2 separate regions of the Sus scrofa genome follow, and region 2 is linked to region 1. A link is a contact called in public HiChIP or PLAC-seq data. All regions are on one chromosome and are shown on one strand. The core of a region is the stretch at or near the end of the contact, and the rest is flanking DNA. Distances in the headings are between cores, read along the strand shown. Region 1 overlaps UNC13D (protein unc-13 homolog D). Region 2 holds the start of UNK (RING finger protein unkempt homolog).

Region 1 (7,220 bases), core at 1,273-3,772:
AGCTGCGGCTGGTGATCGGCAAGCTGCCCACCCAGCTGGCCTGGGAAGCGCTGGAGCAGCGGGTAGTGGCTGTGCTGGAGCAGGGGCAGCTGCAGAACACGCTGCATGCCCAGCTGCAGAGCGCGCTGGCTGGGCTGGGCCATGAGATTCGAACTGGAGTCCGTACCTTAGCCGAACAGGTAACTTGCTTGACCCACAGTGACCCCGCCCCAGCCATCCTCAGCCTGAAATCCCCCCCCCCACCCCAGTAGGACTTGGGCCAGTGTCTAGCTCCTTCCCCTTCCTGAACCTAAACTCGGGCCCCAAACCTCCTCTCTGGACTCCCCGAGTCACACCCTGACCTCTCTTCTGCTGCTTTGTGTCTCCAGCTTGAGGTGGGCATTGCCAAGCACATCCAGAAACTTGTGGGCATCAAGGAGTCTGTCCTGCCTGAGGATGTGAGTGGCTCTCCCTGCTCGCCAACCGTTGCCAGCGGTGGGGTCAGGGATTGCAAAGGGGCTTGGGCTGGGCAGGGGGCTGAAGGCCAGGGGGTGTCAGCGATAAGTCCTCCAGACCCAGACTTGGGCAAGGAATGTTCCCTCTTGGCCTCAGTTTCCTCCTCGGGTGCTGAGGGTGGGCTTGGGTGAGTCCATGGCTTCTCCCAGCAGTGACAGTCGGTGGGGGCTGCCGTGGGGGAGGCCTTAGACTTTGCAGCAAGCAGACCTGGGCGTGTAGCCTTCCCACTGGCACGGCTGTCCTGTTTATTCAGGCCAGCTGACCTCAGGTTCCTCATCTGTCGCCAGGGACAGTAATGTACACCTTTGCTTGGGGAGAATGTTACTCATTAATTCATCAACTATTAAAGCCCCCCCTTTGTCCCAGGTATTGATTTAGGCCCTGGGAGTATATGTCAGTGAACGCCAGGACAAAAATCCCTGGCTTGCTAGAGGTTACATTCTAGCAGGGCAGGTGAAAGAGGAGCTAAGTAAGTGTATATGAGCAGAACTATAGCTTTAACCAGAACTATACGTGCATATCTGTGTGTTTATAGACACACACACACACACACACACACGGCAGCTTCAATAACAATAGCTGCTAAAGAGAAAAATAAAACATACGAGAGATGGGAGAGCGTCAGAGGACTGTGTTTTTAGATAGTGGCCAGAGAAGGCCTTAGTCAGAGGGCGACGGCTGAGTCAGGATCTAAAGGAAGCCAGAGAAGGAGCTCTGAGGATTTCTATAGGCGGGAACAGCATGGGCAAAGGCCCTGAGGCAGGACAGTGCCCGGCAGGTTCAAGGGCTATAGGGGAGGCCAGTGTGGCTGGAGCGGACTGTGGTCATGGGTTAGCTCTGCAAACCTTCCAAATATATGCACCGAGGCTCCTGGCCCGGGTTCCTGCCCCGGTCAGGGCCAGGGAAAGGGGGTGGCAGCGGAATGGGCCAGAGCTGGACGTGCTGCGCCCCTCCCCAGGCCATTCTGCCCCTGATGAAGTTCCTGGAGGTGGAGCTCTGCTACATGAACACCAACTTGGTGCAGGAGAACTTCAGCAGGTCTGCCGCAGCCGCCTGCCCCGCGGCGCCCCCATCACCCCCCTCCGCCCACCTGCCCTCCCTCCTCAGGGGCGGGTGCAAACAGCCTCTCTGAAATGCTCGCTCCCAGGGTCTGGGCGCTCACCACCTGTCCTGTTCCCCTTCGGCCGAGCTGAACCCTGCCTGTCCCTCCTTCCTCCCCGAGCCCTGGGCTACGTCTCTGGGAGACGGCTGGCCGCTCTGCCCTCCCTAAGGTTGCAGGCAGCTGGTGTTCCTCTCCCACAGCCCACAGAAACTTCTAGTTAGGGTCTCTCTCTCTTTTTTGGGGCTGCACCCCTGGCATATGGAAGTTCCCAGGCTAGGGGTCTAATCGGAGCTGTAGCTGCTGGCCTATACCACAGCCACAGCAACACAGGATCCAAGCCGCGTCTGTGACCTACACCACAGCTCATGGCAACATCAGATCCTTAACCCATTGAGCAAGGCCAGGGATCGAACCCGCAACCTCATGGTTCCTAGTCAGATTTGTTTCCGCTGTGCCACGACAGGAACTCCTAGGGTCTGTCTTTTTTTTGTTGTTGTGGTCTTTTTGCCTTTTCTAGGGCCATTCCCGCAGCATACGGAGGTTCCTGAGCTAGAGGTCTAATCAGAGCTACAGCTGCCAGCCTACACCACAGCAACATCAGATCCAAGCCGCATCTGCGACCTGCACCACAGCCCATGGCAACGCTGGATCCTAAACCACTGAGCAAGGCCAGGGATTGAACGCCGCAACCTCATGGTTCCTAGTCGGATTCGTTAACCACTGAGCCATGGCAGGAACTCCTCCTAGGGTCTGCCTTAAAGCAGCCCCCCCCTCCCCCGCCACTGGGCAGCAGGGGGTAGCGGCCAAGGGCACGGGCTCTGCACGACCAGGCCTCAGACTCCAGCTCCACTGCTGCTTGGTGGGTGGCCTCGAGCAGATTGCTCAAGTCTTCTGTGCGGATGACCCTAGTTCTGGCCTCTGCTGAGGACTGAATGAGTCAAGCGCTGAGCCTGGCGCCTGCGACAAAGGAAGTGGTTGATGACTGTGAGCGGCCCCCACGACGGTGGCGGGGACGAGGACAGATTCTTCCACACGGGGGTGCCGGCCTCCAGAGTTCTGCTCCGCTCCCGTGGGGCACCGGCCTTGGAAGCCCACCCTCTTTGTATCATAGGCCATAGAATGCCATTGGTTCAGCTCTGATTTGCCCACAAAACAGACTTTAATCTGCACTAAGACAAGCGCATTACTTACCCGTCACTGCCTCAGAGCTGTCGGAACGGTGTCTGGTACCTAATGAGCTCTTAAGTATGTTGACCAAATTAATTTTTTTTTTTTGCTTTTTAGGGCCCCACCTGCAGCATATGGAAGTTCTCAGCCTAAGGGTCAAATCAGAGCTGTGGCTGCCAGCCGACGCCACAGCCGCAGCAACGTGGGAATCCGAGCCACATCTCTGACCTACACCACAGCTTACAGCAATGCCAGATCCTCGAGCCACTGAGTGAGGCCAGGGATCAAACCGCATCCTCATGGATCCTGGTCAGGTTTGTTATGGCTGAGCCACAATGGGAACTCCCAGTTGGTTTTTTTTTCCCCCAAAGGAACTGACCTTTTTTTTCCCTTAAATTTTTTTAACTGAATGAATTTAATTACATTTATAGTTGTAGGGAACTCTCGGTTCTTTTTTTTTTTTTTTTTTTTTGCTTTTTAGGGCCGCAACTGCAGCATATGGGGATTCCCAGGCTAGGGGTCGAGTTGGAGCTACAGCTGCCAGCCCACACCACAGCCGAAGCAATGCCAAATCTGAGTCGTGTCTGCGACCTACCCCACAGCTCACAGCAACGCCAGATGCTTAACCCACTGAGTGCGGCCAGGAATCAAACCCACAACCTCATGGTTCCTTGTGGATTCGCTTCCGCTGCGCCACGACGGGAACCCTCCACGTTCTTAATCACACTTCTTTTGTACTTGCTTGCCTGACTCCGCTTTGACAAGTGAAATTTCAGTTATTTTAGGTCGCTACTAGGATGGACTGTGGCCCAGTTGCCGTTTCTCTCCCCGCAGGTAGTAGGTGCTTTTCCACGCTGTGTGCGGAGATCCTACTCACTTTGGCTCCTTTCTCGACCCATGATTCTGTCATGGGGGGGCCACCCCGCCCCTTGTTTGCTGGGGTTTGCTCATCCTGCTGAGAAGGATTCTTCCCTGGGCTATGAGCCGTGTTGGGCAGGCCCGGGATGGTCTGTCCCATCCCCCTCCCTCCTTCCCTCAGGAGAGCAGCCCCCCGCCTGCAGCCCTGGCCCCGGTCCCACCCAAGAAGCAGGTGGGGGGGGGGCGGGGGGCTGGGCCCCGCGCAGCCCCCTCTTTCTCAAGAGCATCTCCACTTCCTCCTCTTCCGTCCTCCCGCCCTGTATCCGGCACCCCTGCGCACCCCACCCCAGCCTTCTGACCCTGCTCTGGACGCACACGCTCATGGTGCTGGCGGAGGTGGCTGCCTCCCAGCGGAGCTGTCCCCTGGCCTCCCGCAGGCTGAAGATTGCACTACAGGTAATAATACCGGTGACAATAACAGTGACCTCGGTGGCAGAATGGCCTGGGGTCACCGCTGGTGTCTCGCCCCCTAGAACCTGGAGATCTGCTTCTACGCCGAGGGCTGCGGTCTGCCGCCTGAGGCCCTGCACACGGCCACCTTCCAGGTAGGGGCTTTTTGGTGAGCTGGTGGCGTGGGGCAGCCTGCCTTCCTGTCCTCACCTCTATCTAGGACCAGCTACCTAATTTACAGGGTTCGGCACAAAATGAAAATGTAGGCCCCCCAAAAAATAATGGATGGAGTTCCCCGTGTAATCTCAGTGGAAACAAATCCGACTAGGAACCATGAGGTTGCGAGTTCCATCCCTGGCCTTGCTCCGTGGGTTAAGGATCCGGCGTTGCCGTGAGCTGTGGTGTAGGTCACGGACGCGGTTCGGGTCTGGTGTGGCTGTGGCTGTGGCGTAGGCTGGCGGCTTCAGCTCTGATTGGAGCCCTAGCCTGGGACCCTCCATGTGCCGCGGGAGTGGCCCTAAAAAGACAAAGACAGAAACAGTGATAATTGAGGCCGCTCCCTGGTGGCCCAGTGGGTTAGGGTTCCACATTGTCATTGGCTGGGGTCACTGCTGTGGTGCTTGTTTGATCCCTGGCCTGGGAACTTCTACATGCCGAGGGTGCACAGCCGAAAAAGCAATTTAAGAGGCAAAGCAGAGCCTTAAACCAAGTGTGAGGTTCTTCTAAATGGCTGGGGCGGGGGCGGTGGTGAGAAACACCTGCGGGGCCCACCCTGTCCGGGCCTCGGGCGGGCAGGCCTGCCTGTGGCCCCACGGCACCCAGTGTTTTCCACATCTCGCTGCCGCCTCCCGCCTTGGCTGTGACTTCTGAAGGGCAGCGCTGGGCTGTGGGTGAGTGTGACAGCAGAGGTGAGTCCTCAGCAATGGCCCATCCCCAGGCGCTGCAGAGGGACCTGGAGCTGCAGGCAGCCTCCAGCCGGGAGCTCATCCAGAAGTACTTCTGCAGCCGCATCCAGCAGCAGGTGAGGCTCCCTCCCGGCTGCGCACCTGGAGCCCCGCCTCCCCCGCTCAGCCCCAGCTGATGCTGCCCCTGTGCCCCACCCACAGGCGGAAACCGCCTCCGAGGAGCTCGGGGCCGTCACGGTCAAGGCTTCCTACCGCGCCTCCGAGCAGAAGCTGCGCGTGGAGCTGCTCAGCGCCTCCAGCCTGCTGCCCTTGGACTCCAATGGTGAGTGGAGGCTGTCCTGGCCACTCTTTGTCCCCACCCTGGTCCCCCGAGTCCCTGGGGGCTCACTCGTCTAGAGGCGGCATAGCTGCTGGGGTGGGGACTGGACTTGGGGCCGGGATACCCTTGGTCACTGTCCCCTCATGGGCCACTTGCCAGGCTCCAGCGACCCCTTTGTCCAGCTGACCTTGGAGCCCAGGCACGTGTTCCCTGAGCTGGCCCCTCGGGAGACCCAAAAGCACAAGAAGGACCTCCACCCACTGTTTGATGAGACCTTTGAATTGTGAGTGGTCCCCACGCTCGCCGCTCGTCCCCGCCCTGGACCCGCCTGAGGCCTGCTCTTCCCAGCTGGGGCCAAGGGGCGCCCTGAGATGAGCGGGTTTGTGTCCCAGGGAGGGACACTTGGGACAAGTGTTTGCTGGCACAGGCCTCAAACCTGCTCCCCTGCAGGTGGAGCAGGACTGCTGGGAGAATCCTCCCATGTGTTGGGCTAAGAGGCTCGCTCCCAGGGAAAGGTCCCGTCCCTGAGGTCCTCCATCCCCCAAGGCAGGCAGGCCTGGGTACCCAGGCCCCCTGGGTCACAGCACCAGTCAGAGCTGGCATCACCGCCGTGGCCCAAGGCACATGAGGCCGAGCTGATCTGCAGTCCTAATCCCCAGCTGTCCGGCCGTGCGGGGGTGGGTGGCAGTGGCAGTATGTGGGGCAGGCAGCTGAGGCCGGCTCTGTCCCCCGCCCAGCCTGGTGCCTGCCGAGCCCTGCCGCAAGGACGGGGCGTGCCTCCTGCTCACAGTGCTGGACCACGACACGCTGGGGGCTGACGACCTGGAAGGGGAGGCCTTCCTGCCGCTGCACTCCGTGCCGGGCCTGACTGGGACCGAGGAGCCTGGCGAGGTGCCTCAGACCCGCCTGCCCCTCACCTACCCCGCACCCAACGGTAGGCCTGAGCCCTGGGGCAGCGCAGAGGCCCAGCCCTGGGATGCAGGGGAGGGGCAGCCTGTAGAGGCTCAGGGCGCCCAGAGGCCAAGGTGGGTTGGAGGAGAGCCTCCTTGGAGGTGGAGGCCTGTGGAGCCAGGATGGTGGCTGAGCTGCCGTGACCTCAGGATCCACCAAGGACCAGTGAGGTTTAAGCCAGGCTGTGTGCGCGACTCTGGTGGGATAAAGTTACCGAGCTGCCTGGGGAGAGGGGCCATCCCTCTGCCTGGGACGGGTGGAGGTGGGGGGCACACGCTTGCAGAGCAGCCCCCGGGCTTGGCAGGAGGGCCGGTCTTGTGTTGGAGCACTTATGAGGGTCAGTGTGGGCACTGGGTCCCAACCACCCAGAGAGGCAGGTGTTGTGATTGCTCTTCTTCGGATGAGGCACGAGTGGCTTGTTTGATGCGTTAGCCCGCGCTGCAGTTGGGTCTGAGTGTCCGGGGCGGGGAAGGCAGCTCTTCCTGTCAGGCTGTCTAGTGAACTTGGCCAGTGCGGGCCCATCCTGTTTCCAGAGAACGGGGCAGTGCTGTAGCCCGGCCGTCCCCAGGCACCGCTTCCCCCGGTCTGACCCCAAATGCCTCTCTCCGCAGGGGATCCAGTCCTGCAGCTGCTGGAGAGCCGGAAGGGTGATCGCGAGGCCCAGGGGTTTGTGCGGCTGCGGCGGCAGCGAGCCAAGCAGGCCTCCCAGCACCCGCCGCCAGGGCGGTAGCGGTGGAGGTCGGGTCCCCCCCATCACAGTGCAGCGCTCCCGCCGGCCTAACACTGCGGACGGGCGTCCCAGCAGTCCCGAGCCGGGGCCCACGGTGATGGGGGCCCCACCGGCAGTGCTTATACTCCCCGCCGTCCTCCCTGCGGCCCCTAGGGAGGGGAGGCGGCTATCTGCATCCCTTGCCCGTGCTCCCCTCTTAGGGAAAAGGGAGGCCCGCTCCAGCCACTGGGGTGGAGGGCCCCG
Region 2 (7,220 bases), core at 3,146-5,645, 44 kb after region 1:
CAATCAGATGCAATCAAGTGAAGCTCATGACATTTACATAATGTATAAACTAACGAATTTCCCTCAAAATAGCTTATCTATGGAAGTACTGCTACATTAATCCTGTTTGCTTTTTAAATTTTTTTTTTTTTTTTGGTGGCACCCATAGCATGTAGAAATTCTTGGGCCAGGGATCAAACCTGTGTCACAGCAGCAGCCCAAGCCACTGTAGTAACAACACCGGATCCTAACCTACTGCACAAGGGAACTCCTAATCCTGTTTAAAGATGCCCAGAAAACAGTTCTAAATTTAAATGACACCTGGCTACATAAGGCTACAAAGCATGTCTACCTGTAAGAAAAATCCAGTGGCCAAGAAGCTCCAAGAAACCTTCACATTGAGAAATCTGAGAATCAACCATAGAAAAAAGAATCTCAGGAGTTCCTGTCGTGGCGCAGTGGTTAACGAATCGACTAGGAACATGAGGTTGCGGTTCGGTCCTGCCCTTGCTCAGTGGGTTAACGATCCGGCGTTGCTGTGAGCTGTGGTGTAGGTGCAGACGCGGCTCGGATCCCGCGTTGCTGTGGCTCTGCGTAGGCGGTGGCTACAGCTCCGATTCAACCCTAGCCTGGAACCTCCATATGCCGGAGCGGCCCAAGAAATAGCAACAACAACAACAAATAAAAAAATAAAATAAATAAAATAAAAAAATAAAATAAAAAAAAAAAAAAAAAAAAAAAAAAAAAAAAAAAAAAAAAAAAAAAAAAAAAAAAGAATCTCAGAAATATTTAATGTCTTTGAGGCTTATATCCTCTTATAGGGTCAAAATAATTAAGTCAAAAACTGGGATTTTTTTTAAGATGGCATATTTTTTGGTGACCTTTCAACTATACCCTTCTTTTTTTTCTTTTTCAGCCACACCTGCAGCATATGGAAGTTCCCAGGCCAGGGACTGAATCCAAGCTAGAGCTGCAACCTACACCACAGCTGCAGCAATGCTGGATCCTTAACCCACCATGCTGGGCTGGGCTGGGGGTTGACCCTAACTGACTCCACAGAGAGAAACTGGATAAGCAACCCACTGCACCACAGCAGAAACTCCCCAACTACACACGTTTTTGTTTTTTTTTTTAAAGGGCCAACACCTGTGGCAAATGCAAGTTCCCAGGCTATGGGTTGAATCATAAGCTGTATCTGCCAGCCTACATCACAGCCACAGCCCACGCCGGATCCTTAAGCCACTGAGTGAAGCCAAGGACGGAACTGCATCTTCATGGATACCAGTTGGATTAGCTAAGCCACAAAAGGAACTCTCCAACTATACACTTTTAACAATATAATGGTTATGCAGTAAAAAGGTCAAAGTCAGCTAAATTTGTAGATACGTTTCAGAACATAAACTGCTCCAAAATTTCCTATTCTTAAATCTGTTTTTATTAAACTCATCTAAAATATAAGATGGACTTTTCTGAATAAAGCTGCATTATATTTAGTCTCTGTCAAAAAAAGAAAAAGACAAATTACCTAGCAAGAATTCATGCAGTTCTCACAGTGAAAAGAGTACTAAAACAAGCACATTATCATTTTAGTTAGTGCTAAACAAATACCCTGGAACTGTACAAAAGAGGAAATTCTGATATAATCATTTTCTAAGAGTTGAATTCCTTGGGACTAGGTCAGGTGCCCACCACACCAATTTGCTGAAAGGATTAATTCAAAGTTTCCCTTTAAATAAGGTTATTCGAGAGTTTTGTTTTGTTTTTTAAATATCAACAATTATCCTTCAAACTATGTTATGAATAATCCTCTTGGTTTAGGAAAAGGAGAGCTCAAACTCTAGGGCTTTGGTCGTGGGGTAAGAATAAAGGGCGAGAAGCAAGCCAATAGGCAGGCAATTTTTCTGCTTTTGATGGATTTCAACTGTGTTTGCCAAGATTACTATTACAATGAGTGGGATTCAACTTTAATGCAAATCTCTTCTGGATTATTACAAAATTACCACATGTCACATGAGCTCAAACAACATCAGGTACAAAAAATACACAATATTAACATAATTAATGTATAAGACAGTTTTAAAAGGTAAAATATTTTGACAGGTTAAAAAAATACAAACATTCAAAAAAAAAAAAAAAAACCCAAAAGGGGGTCTCCACCCGGATTCAACAATGGGATCAATGCAGTAGCTAAGATTATATTCAGACTGGAACAAATTCTGGAAAGTCATGCTACAAAAGAGAATGAAAAAAAATGCTGGGCAGCTCAAAATTTTATAGCCAATACTCAAAGTTAAAATGTTTGTGTCTCCTAACCTCTAAAGACAACAGAGGGGTTCCCCCATTAAAAAAAAAAAAAAAAAAAAAAAAAACCAGGGCCAACAAGCATACTGGTGCCATCATCAGTGTCCTTATGCTCCCTGTTCCTACGACCTCAGTGAGAAGGGAATGAAGCTTTCCAAATCAAGGTTTGAATGCCTATAAATCTACCAAGACAGACAACTAATTTCTATCTCTGATTTTTTAAGATAACACCCCCCCCAGAAAATAAAAAGATGGGAACACCTCCAACCTCCAACCATCCAATGAGGCTTGGGCTTTACATCTGCTACTGTTGATATACTAAGCCACTTCAAGAGCCAAAACTGATTGATTACTCTGTACTTACCCGACAAGGGATGAAAAGACAGATCTGAAATAAATGAGCATCAAGAGGACAGACTCAGAGACTAACGCAGCTGCTGACTTGCTTCATCCCTCAATTCCAAAACGATTAGCAAGGCTTTCTAATACAGATTCCATACTATACTCAATGACAACCCAACACAGAAACAGAGGCTGCTGAAACCAAGACCCACATTACTAAAAACGTAAAATTTTACTGAAAGACATGGTCTGAGCAACCAGAGATTAAAAATAAGCTCCAACTAGGTGAGGTTGGCAGAAGACCATACTGCTGCCTGACCATACCACTCCCCTCATCACTGAATTCTTCTAACACCAAGGGAAGGATTGCAGAAAGAACTCCAGCACCAAACAAGGGCCACATTAGAAAAGTTACAGGTGGCATGAGTCAGACTGAAGTCAATAAAGTTTCAGATGATTTCAATCGATAGCAGAGAATCTCGCAAGGAAACCAATACACTTCCTTAAACCCTCTTTGCCTTATTCCAGAAGAGTTTCCCACTCACAGAGTCTGACTTCTGTGAGTGACGAACGAGAGCTCCCCTGTGGACTTCTAGTTCTTTCTATTCCAACACACGCTTCTTGCTCTGGGTCACCAGACAGCATTACTGTGTGCCCCTTAACGGTTGTTCAACTCCCACATTCCAAATCTCCGGCCAGATTGAGGTACACTTGGGGATCCTTCCAAACATGCACACATTTTGGCAGCCCAAGGAGATGCGAGGCAAAGAGCATCAGGGAAAATGGAAACCCAACATTCTGCTTAAAGGGAGGGTCTGCCTTCTTCACCTTTCTTTCTCATCAAGTACCTAGCACTAGGGAGTTGCTTGAAGTGCCCTGAAAGGAAATAAAAAGACGAAAGGGACCTACATTTAGACACAAGCAGATTCCCAGGAAGAGGTTTTCCATCTTACTGGACTCTTGCAGTGTCAGCATTTGGGGGTCCCTCTGAGGCCACAGCTGGGTTGGGCCTGAGAACATATTCGGACCCCATCACCTTCGGGATCCCTGACTTGGCCTGGGTCAAATGTTTTTAAGTAAATTCCAGCCAAAGTGGACAACACTTGGGCCTTAGGGACGCACAAGGCCTCCTGTGCACAGAACACAGGTCGCCTAACAGAACTTCACGCTAGTGGTCATTCATAGGCCGTTCTAGGGCTGGCCCCTTAGGAACGCATCCTGGTCGCGTCTTGGACTTCTTATCCCCCCCGAGAGTGCCTGGGACTGTGGTTTTATGGCCTGAGAACCAGTTAGGCCTCGAAGGCCAGGCCTGAGATGTGTGCACTCTGCGCCGCGAGCTCCCTCCTTCCCCACTTGCGGCGGGACTGGGTTTCCCGCCCCACAGCCCGACCAAAGGTTGGTGGCAGTTGGAGGCAGTTGGGACCGGCCCTAGCAGGTTGGAACCGGTCTGGGCCGGGACGGAGGAAAGGGGGGAGGGAGAGGCCGCCTCGCGCTCTCCCTGCGCGCGTGACTCACGCTGGCCGCTGACGTCAGGCGTGCGCGCGCGGCGGGGGGGGGGGCTCTACGTACGTGTAGTGCTGCGGTTTCTCGGGCTGTGCCTGCAGCACCTGAGCGGTAGCGGCCGGGGGCGCCGAGGAAGCTGCGGAGCCGCCGGGCCCGGGGCCCTTCGACATGGTCCTGTCTTCCTGCCTCTTCGCCGCTCCCCTTTTATTATTCAGTCTGCGCGGTCCGCGCCGAGGCACTAGTGCGCCTGCGCCGCGCCACGAGAACGTGAAGACCCCCCGCACGGCAGCGAGGGTTGCTGGGAGTTGTAGTCCTGGGTCAGGCTGGAATTTTACCGTCCGCCGAGGGTTGCTGCCAAAGGAACGGACCACAATACCCAGAGAGCCTTGCAGACGGTATCCCGGATGCTGAGGGCCCGAGACGGTTTCTGGGGATTGCAGTCTCGCCCTGTCTCTCCTTAACAGCCGGTTTCCCCGTTCGTGGGGGAACCTTTGCCTGAAACTGGAGCACCTGGAGTAGAAGAGGCCCAGAGCTAGGGAGGGCTTAACGACTGCAGTGAAACAGTTCCAAGTGTAATTCCACGGCCAACAGTGTAATAATTATCTCGCCTCCATACTTAGCAAAGCTTGGGCTCGGTTCTGATGCCGCCCTGAGCAATGGGCCTTTGAGCTTCAGGCACCTGGACTCTGCCAACATCCTCGCTCGTTCAGCGGGAACAAGCTGAAAATCATAAGGGAAAGTCGGCCTGCTGGAAGTCAGCGTGAGAAAGCTCTGCTAACGAAGAGCTACACAACCCAGTACTCTGTTCCTGCGCCTTTGCTCAGGCGCTCCATACACCTTTACGAGCTCTGAAACCTGGAACTCCACGGTTTCAGTCCTTTCTCAGCTCGACACTTGGCCTGACCAATTTGTTTCCAGTACGTTAAGGGCCAAGGACGAACTTAATCTCCATCTAGCATAGTCTCAGGTGCACTGGCAAGTTGCAGGGGGCTTCGAGAAGCATCACAGTGTCCAGAGGAAGGGCCTGGGTTTGAGTCAGGAGTGCGATTTATTATAATTTACCCTAGTTTCCTGCTCTGAATGCCAGCCTTTCTACTTGGGAAAATGTCTCCTCCCCGCTTCCCTCCAGTCAGATGAAGTTCTTCATAGATACTTGAAACTTACCATCTTAACTTTGTTTTCCTTATTTAATCTATTTAAAGACATTGTTTTAAAGACTGATTTGTATCTTATTAAGTAACATTAACTCATGCTAATCTCGTAAAAGAAACACATTCCCAGTAACCTTAGGGGCAAAGCAGGAAGGGGTGAATGTAAAAGTGTTAATATGCAGGACTGACACATGCCTATTTTATTTAGTTCCAAGTAACCACATCAGAAGCCAAATTGTCAGCCTACAAAGCTGAGAAACGAGTATTTCTTAAACAGGCCAAATCAATTGTTTCACCACTAGGGGCGTTTGAAGATGAAAAATTCCAAAAGGAGAAACAAGTTGAGGTGTATTGCTTTAATCCTATTAAATGCAGATAATTGGCTTATCTGTTATTCCCCCCACCCCACCCCACCCCGAATACCCAAGTGTGATTTGAATGGAGAAAGATAGTTCAGACGGCTGGATTTTAAATGTGTGTGTACCATGAACTTCAGAATAAGAGTGTACGGGTAGAATTGGGAGATGATATCATCCAAGCTGCTTAATTTACAGGAGAGGAAACCGAAACTCAGAGAGATTAAGTAACTTGCACCGAGTTTCTAAGTCTGTGACAGAACAGGAACTAGGACCGTAGCCAGATGCTGCATCCCATTCTGCATTGTTTGTATCAACATTTTCAGTTGCTCCCCATTTCCTGTGCTGCTTAGAAAAAACATAACCTGTATGACTGCCAAGTAAGGAGGACAAACTATTTCCACTCATCATCCTTAAATGACGAATGTGAATTCATACCTAGTTTCTCCCGAAGCAGTTTTAGTTCCTCTCTAAAAATTAGCAAAACTGAAGGTGGGCAGGTAACTAGACCATCTCTCTTGCAGAAAGCAAGGGATGAACCGGGTTTGGGATCTCCAAGAAAAGCCTTGGAACTCAAAATGGGTGTTAATTTAGGAGCCCGTTCCTTCTCCAGACCGTCTGAGCAGTCGAAAAAGATGACAAGGTATTTTTCTGGTTACATCCCAGGACATTTGACAGCTTTTTATGCAGGATGGAACCAGTACCCTGTTTCTGGGCTAAATTTACACAGGTTCTGAGAACAGGTGAAGAGTGTCCATCTTGGTTTCTCTATGTGGTCTGGCCTGAATGAAATAGCTTAATTTTTCCCCACCCTAAACTTTGAGCAGAAGGCAGAAACTAACATTGAATTATCGCATAAAAGTTTAAATATATGGAGAATTAAGTAAATATTGTGCAGTGTTATCATTGAGAGAGCTGAAATGAGAGGAATTTGGAACCAGAGTTTGGGCAGAAGGTGTTTTTGCCCTGCCTGCTTTTTCTTTTCTTTTTCTTTCTTTTTTTTTTTTTTTTTTAAGGGCCACACCTGCAGCCTATGGAGGTTCCCAGGCTAGGGGTCCAATTGGAGCTGTAGCTGCCAGCCGCAGCCACAGGAGCTGAGCCACATCTGTGACTCACACCACAGCTCACAGCAAAGCTGGATCCTTAACCCACTGAGCAAGGCCAGGGATCAAATTCACGTCCTCATGGATACTAGTAGGTTTTGTTAACCACTGAGTCATGATGGGAACTCCTGTGCCTGCTTTTTCAAATTGTGAATTTTTTCCCCCTCACTATTGATGGTGAAAGGGAGAACTTTGGTGTCACAAGTAAATTTTTGAGGTATTTGTATTCATGTACAGTAAGTCTCTAAGTTGAAATCTGCATGTACCTGGTTTTGCTGTTTTTTTTTTTTATTTCAATAACTTAAAATATTCAGTGAGCCCAGAGTAAGAACTGCAGGGTAGAATGTCCAAAGCTCTATTTCAATTTTCCGAGCTTTATTTGGCTGGTCTTAACCTTAAGCCTTCTTTGATATTTTATAAACTGAGACGTCTGTAGGCCTAAATATTAAAATCCATCCAAGACATTTAGGCAAAGGTAGGTATTA

Evidence for each region. HiChIP or PLAC-seq counts read pairs in DNA pulled down with a chosen protein or histone mark.
Region 2: an H3K27ac HiChIP or PLAC-seq map of alveolar macrophages shows a contact between it and region 1. The contact joins the promoter of UNK here to the enhancer-like site in region 1. A contact is called at or near these places in 1 of 5 promoter capture datasets (liver), 8 of 47 Hi-C or Micro-C datasets (blood, differentiating spermatogonia, embryonic fibroblasts and 4 more) and 2 of 2 datasets of contacts at active chromatin or transcription factors (alveolar macrophages and skeletal muscle).

The regions. Positions count from the first base shown.
Region 1 is chr12:5,581,614-5,588,833 of Sscrofa11.1, forward strand. It overlaps UNC13D (protein unc-13 homolog D), which reads left to right. Exons shown (of 32, transcript XM_021066615.1): 24 at 1-179; 25 at 369-437; 26 at 1,454-1,533; 27 at 3,973-4,078; 28 at 4,156-4,227; 29 at 5,010-5,093; 30 at 5,179-5,299. Among named protein-coding and RNA genes, the nearest start is that of UNC13D, 12 kb to the left of the region's middle. Within about 2 kb of position 2,523, at least 5 of the 83 cell types and tissues checked have an H3K27ac peak or open chromatin away from gene starts, as enhancers often do. A contact at or near this core is called in alveolar macrophages, where this site is marked.
Region 2 is chr12:5,623,854-5,631,073 of Sscrofa11.1, forward strand. UNK (RING finger protein unkempt homolog) reads right to left here and starts at 4,396. Exons shown (of 15, transcript XM_021066619.1): 1 at 4,192-4,396. The coding sequence starts at 4,295.